2 separate regions of the Triticum aestivum genome follow, and region 1 is linked to region 2. The links are chromatin contacts, called in public Hi-C maps. All regions are on one chromosome and are shown on one strand. Each heading gives the region's core, a stretch centred on a gene start, on an enhancer-like site or on the middle of the called end of the contact. The rest is flanking DNA. Distances are from core to core; before and after follow the strand shown. Region 1 has its middle 17 kb from the start of LOC123068246. Region 2 has its middle 190 kb from the start of LOC123064329.

Evidence for each region. Hi-C and Micro-C count contacts between places; a contact is called where the count stands out from the background.
Region 1: a contact with region 2 is called in a Hi-C map of leaf, with 5 times the contacts expected there. The contact joins two enhancer-like sites. A contact is called at or near these places in 1 of 5 Hi-C or Micro-C datasets (leaf) and 1 of 1 datasets of contacts at active chromatin or transcription factors (leaf).

What each region holds. Positions count from the first base shown.
Region 1 is chr3B:13,121,863-13,125,281 of IWGSC CS RefSeq v2.1, reverse strand. No RefSeq gene overlaps it. Among protein-coding and RNA genes, the nearest start is that of LOC123068246, 17 kb to the left of the region's middle. Within about 2 kb of position 1,826, at least 7 of the 8 cell types and tissues checked have an H3K27ac peak or open chromatin away from gene starts, as enhancers often do. A contact at or near this core is called in leaf, where this site is marked.
Region 2 is chr3B:12,798,079-12,801,217 of IWGSC CS RefSeq v2.1, reverse strand. No RefSeq gene overlaps it. Among protein-coding and RNA genes, the nearest start is that of LOC123064329, 190 kb to the right of the region's middle. Within about 2 kb of position 1,402, at least 8 of the 8 cell types and tissues checked have an H3K27ac peak or open chromatin away from gene starts, as enhancers often do. A contact at or near this core is called in leaf, where this site is marked.

The sequences.
Region 1 (3,419 bases), core at 577-3,076, 320 kb before region 2:
CCCCCAACCCGCACCTCCTCCTCACCACCACCTCCTCCAGAGCCGAAGCACCTCCACCCCACCATGGCTCTTCCTCACTTGTACACAAAAAACTATACCATAGGAATAAAAATGTCTGTAGGCTGCGGAGGATGGCTACGATCTACTCATTCTGCGCTTGGATGCAAAAATGAATGGAAAAGGGAGAAGATCGGCGCGCGGTGGCCGAAGTGGGCTCTTGGATCTCCTGTCGGCCGATGGGCCGACGGGGTCATTGTTTTGAAAATAATGCATCACGTCATATATTTGCCGACTTAGTTATAAATAAAAAACATCATGCACTGCTGGTAGAATCGTTCGAAGGGCAGCGCTGTAAATTCTCAGCGAGCATCCAAGATGCAGCGGCACTGTGCATCTACAGTGCCGGTACGCGGTGCAAGGCTGGAGCAGGAGTAAATTTATTTATTTCGTCGAGGGAATCATCTCACGTCTCAGTCTCTGTGCGCACTTGTGACCCACAGACGTGATGGAGCGATGGCAATGCTTTGAGGCTGGTCACAATGGGCAAGAACATAAGCTAGTAACTTACACACTTCCCTAGACTATGTTACTACCTCCATAGTGGGTAGAAATATCTATGTAGTGTCATGCAAAGATGTATTTATTAGGTTATAGACTCATTGTTTCTTGGAGTGTGTGATGTTCCGGTAACTTAGCTAGTTACCACAAGCACCTCTCTCTTCATTAAATATGTGCCACATAAGCAAAGTTGTATTGGAGTGTGTGATGTTACTCCTAAGTTCCTCCCCATTGTGACCAGCCTGAACGCCGTGGGGCACACCCTGTCACAACTGCTGGGTGGCTACTGGCTACTTGGAGGAGGTTCCATCTAGGAATACTAGTAGTATCGCAAAAGCAGATTTCTTCCGGACGGACGGTACGTAGGCTGCTATAATACTAGGCTTTGCACATTGCAAACAAAGAGAATCAAGACGCGTTTTCTCGTCGGAATGATTTACTACCTCCGTCCTGTTTATTGATCTTTTATTTATTTTATTATGTCAAAATTTGATCATAAATTAATCAATAAAAATATTAGTACATGTCATAAATGAATACCATTGAATTTGTATATAACCATAGTTTGAAATGATATTATTTTATGTGACATGCCATTACCATTTGTTAAATAAATTAATGGTCAAAATTTGATAAAAAGTAGTATTACGAAAACCAGTAAACCAGGATGAAGGTAGTAAGGCTGTTTGAACGGCATCAACCATGAATAGCACGTTATAAAAATGGCAGCCTGTATCCGAGTCGTCCGATGCTTCTTTCTTTCTTATGAAACCTGCTTCCGATGAGTTGATATCACATGAGTTATGGAACCCTTTTGTATTTTGGGTCAAATTTTGATCTTCTGTAAAACTAACCGAAATATAAATTATGTGAAAACTTGTATGAGTTCACCACAGATCCATGAATTTTTGTTTTGAACAAGTGAACTTGCAAACCGTAAAAAAAAAATCCGGCCCCCAAAACAGACAAAAAGCGACCCATTTAAAATTATGTATTTGTCTTTTGGTTGTACGTCACGTGTGGAAATAAAAAGTTATGGCAATTTGCACATACGTATTGTACTTGTGCTTTTTCACAGAAAATTTTGAAAAATACATTGTAAAATTTTGTGAAAGACGGTGATACGGTGGGTGGGTGGGTGGATGGAAAGATTCGATTCCAGGCACGCGCGAGACCGCTGAGAAGAGATGACCATACACATAGACACACATGCATCGAGGCTCCCCGAGTTACGAGGGGTTGGCCTCAGCGCTGAGCGGGGAGCAGAGGTGGGCAGGGTCACGTCGCCCTCGCCAACCTGTCCCAAGGCGCGCGCGACTCCCGAGGCCGACATGCATCGCACTATGCGCGCCAGTGGCGGGCCCGCCGTCCGCTCTTTGACCGGTCAAGATCCGGAGTGGACGGCACGGGACCTGGCTCAGATCTACATCTATCTACGGAGTGGATACTACGCCACTGCTGTGCTGCCTAGCGTCTACACGGCCAAACGAAAGTTACAAAGGATGTGGATGCAAATTTCCGGCCAAAATCTACAACCAATCCGACGTTGATTAGACAAATACTTTGGTAATAATAAAGCGTTGAGTAGTAGCCAACCAAGATGCCATGACGGTCGGTTCGGTTCACCGCACCTCTTCTTTTTACCGCCCCATCGACGTTCCTGTCTCGCTTTTACTTTACCGAAAGCCAGAGCCGTCTCCATCGATCGCCCAGAGAGAGAGAGAGAGTGAGTACGCCACATTTCATAAAGAGAAAATAATCCGTGATGCTGCTTTTGTTCTCTCTCTCCCGAACACGTACGCGTTGATGCTTGCATTCTACGGTGACCGCACGTGGATACGATCCACCAGCTTGCATGCCACGACAAGCGGTACAGTACCATGGCATACAATAAACATCGCAAAGGAAAAAAGAGTACTACATGATGCAATTAAAAGAAAAGGATCACGTCGCCGAGGGAGAATATATGCCCGTGGGAGCCGGCTTTTCTTTTCTTTTTTGGCAAACACGAATCGACCGATGTACGTAAAAGCGAAAGGGAAAGGGCCGCAAAATTCGTGTCGCGTGTGAGAGGACGGTAGTACGTTTGGAGCCGGTTCACGCCGTTGATTGGTGCTCCTGGTTTAGGATCCGCACGTTGGCGTATCTTGGCCACTGGCCTTTTGAAAAAGTTCCGTGTCGTCTTGTCACCGTGGCTCTCCGTGGGCGCAAAAAATTTCTGTCGTATTTTTTGTTTTCGTGGTATTTTTTTTAGAGTTTTCGTGGTAATTGGTGGACGTGATACAAACATCTATACCACTATATAGCGTGCCAATAGCTTTAAATAATGGTCGTTGGATATGCTCATCCAACGGTCGAGAGAAGGCAAATCCGAGCATTATCATCCGTTGGATATAGTTTTCAACTCATAGGATTCTGCCACGTGGCCTTTTAATTTGAACCTTCAACTCAACCATCTCATGTGTTCTAGATATATCTATTCATATGCTTATCTGATGCTCTAATAAAAAGAGTGTGGAACAATTTGGATTCTATAAAGGTAAAAGCCAAGTTGAATTTTGTTTGATAAGATTTTATAGAGAAGATAATACATATTCAAATGTATTTTCCCATCCTTTTTGTATTATTTAAATAGCGTGCAAAGCACGTACAATTTACTAGTAGTAATATGGAACCGAAGTGCACTTGGGTCACTTGAGTTCGGTTGAATCTTGAAATGTAGGAATGTAAAAAACACACAACTGAACGACATCCTGTTCTTATCTACTCCTTCCGTTTTATAATGTAAGACGTTTTTAACATTACAATAATGTTAAAAAGCGTCTTACATTAAAGCAACTTCAATGGGGTGATCCATTTCG
Region 2 (3,139 bases), core at 153-2,652:
CAAGGCGACTAGGGTTTCCCTTGACTCCCGTTGACGTCATCTCGTCTCCCGTGGTCTTGGGGTCATGGAGTCACGGTGGACCCCACCCCTAGCGAGTGTGACCCCGCTCCATTTTCAGTTAGAGTGTTGAGTTTGCTTAGAGTTTTGTCCTATTTGAGGGCGGTGAGGAGGCGGCGGCTCCCTGAATGGAATAATGTCCTTGCCGACTATCTCCCGTTTGTGCGTTGAGTCTAACATCATCGGAGGGCTTGTGAAGGCGTGTCTCTGATGCATATCCTAGGATTAGATCGGTGCTAGTATTCGGTGGATCCGTTTGGATCCAAACCTCTTTCATCTCTAGTGGACCCATGTGAATTTGGCCATTCATTGTCTTTGTTCACTTGTTTGCATATTTGATTATTTCGATCTATTCTTTTCTTTATGGATGATGCTTATTGTTCTGGCGTGTTGGTCCCGTAAGGCCTTAACATGTCGACTTCTCCAGGGGATTCTTTGGATTTGCGTTTTTTGATCTACACAAGGCTTCTACGATGACGGATCTTTGTCCGAGGTATTGGTCCAACTGGACCTTAGCACCAAAGCTTCCCTAAGCCTGACATGTGTAAAGCCATCTTCAACGATTACATAGCCTTACAATGTCGTCTTGGTCATACTTGTCGTACAACCTGATATGTTTTTTTTACAGGTTATTAAACATATTAGATGCCGACAAGACAGTTCTTTTTCAAATGTAACTTTTCATTCGTAAGTTCGTAAACAAACATTGGAAGTCCTTAACACGAGCCCTCGGTTTGATGACTACTTGTTACAAATGAGCCCGTGGAAGTTTGAATGGGAAGACGAAAAGGAAGTTAAACGGGATTCTATTGCTAGTGCCCACAAGATAAATCCTGCCCAAACTTTCCTTTTGATCTATACTTTTCTTTATGAACGATGCTTATGTTCTTGTGTGTTGGTTTCGTGAGGCCTTAACACACGACTTCTTCAACTGACTAGTACAATAAGGTTTGCCCTGCGCCGGCGAGGGATGGATAATTTTGGTGACGCGATTACAGTTCACTCTATTATTTATAGTCGTCACTACATGGTGTGCGGATATCGTTGTTATTTTTCATATTCTTTGTATCGACATCGCAGACTATGAATAAGTCAAAAGAAGAAAAAACATACCTAAGAAAGGGTACTCATTTAGTTGCGTAGATTTTGAACCATTTAATTTATTATTTGCCGTGCATTTACGTCTCGTTCGAACTTTGAAAAAATGGGTGGATGCCGTGGACCGGAGGGCAGGGCTGGTGCTGGTGGGTACACATGGAAACGAGCAGGCAGTCGATGGCATCTTCGGCAGGAAATCAATCCACATCTCCTCAAGACCATTCCATGCCATACACACATAAATATATTAATTAATTGGAATACCATAGTATATTTTTCCAGCTATAGAGAGAGAAAGATACGGGCCCTACACCACATAAAATAGAAAGAAACGGGTGAGAGAGGCAATTAACAAATGTCGTAAATGGCAGTCAATATTTTCCTTTCAATGGCGCCTTCTAGAGCGCCTCCCCCCCTTCTTACCCCTCTATAAATTCACCCCTTGGTCTTCATCCCTCCCACACATCCACAGCGCCACAGAATAGTTTCCTTCTTTCTTTCTCCTCCTCGTTGCTTTTAGATGTAGATGTAGATGTAGATGTAGATTCCGTTCCATCTCTTCTAGCCCCATAGATGTAGCCTATTGTCTACCAAGTTCTTGCCACCATGTCCTCCATGGTTGGTCGTGCTCTCTGTTCTTGGTTTCCGCTTGTGAACCACAGCACAGATCTTGTTTTTCTGTGTTTTCGTTTGGTTTTCTTTGATCTGTGTTTTGTGTTTTGGATTCGGTTTAGAGGTGGAGCTCCTATCATTCCAATGAAGGGTCTACCGGAAGGGTTTGTGCAGCTGCTCGTTCATGGTTCCCACTATCCTATCTCCATAGAAAACGAGGAGGTAGGCCTGTGGTTTGCATGACCGAGGAGCCGCTTCGATCCCTCGCTGACCGCTGTTTGGATTGAAGGGAGCTCTGCATCTTGATCTACTGTTAAGTAGTTTTATCTGCCGTCGAGGCTAGCTAGCTGCTGTAAATCTTGAAAATGCTCCAAGGTCCAGATCTGAATGGGAGCTGTTTCTTCCTCTCGAGATCTCTTCCGGAGCTTCGTTTTTATTGGGTATTTGCTACTAAGATTCCAGTAGGCTAGGTATTTTCTTGGCTTATTTGAAGCCAAGATTTGAATACCCTTGGTATTTTGTTTTTCTCCCCAAGTTAACGAATAAAAGATTCAGGTTGTGCTTTGTACTTTGCACGCACCTTTATTCCCTTGCTTTTGAGCCGTGGTGTCACTGTTGCTTCGTCTTCATCCCTTACCTCCCTGTCGGCTGTTCTACAGGACTGGTGCCCATTTGTGGCAGGCCCCTTAGATCTCACCATGGATGCATTTATCCCCTCGTCCTACTCTTGGCCATATGATTTTTCTTGGTAGATTTGCATCAGATTCCTTACCGCTACTGCTTGGATCTGGGTGCTGAGCGCATCACATGCGCCATTACTTTTGCTGTCTCTGCCCCATGCGCTCATCACGCGCTTGGTGTCACCCTTATTCCATTTGATGTGTCTGAGATGAGGGATTTGTCTTAGATTCATTAAAATGCCATGATACTGTTTACGTATCATATGTTAGTCTTTTATTTTTTTTGCAGGTTGTACAGGAGGACGGTGATGCTTGTGAAAGCTTTGAGACGTTAGCTAGTTGTGCTATGCCCAGTGTTGTCATTGTGTTTGAGCTGTAAATGTTGCATTGTATGTTGGTACTAGCTACAGGTTGTATTCGTGAGCACACTTTTCTTTTGGAAGCTGTGTAACACGTCTGTCTGTGTAAGCTGTGTAATCTACTAGTCGTCTTTGTATCTTATCGTATCTTTGTCAATATAGTTGATTGCCAAATATATGTTGTTTTGTCAGTACTGCCTAGATTTGAATGCGAGTATTTTTCCTAATATTACTTTTGATGAGTTACTTATTTTAATCACATGGAAAGAGAGGTACAAAAAGGCCTGGATACAAGCTTTCCAACTGCCACATGTGCTGTCAAACTCAATATAT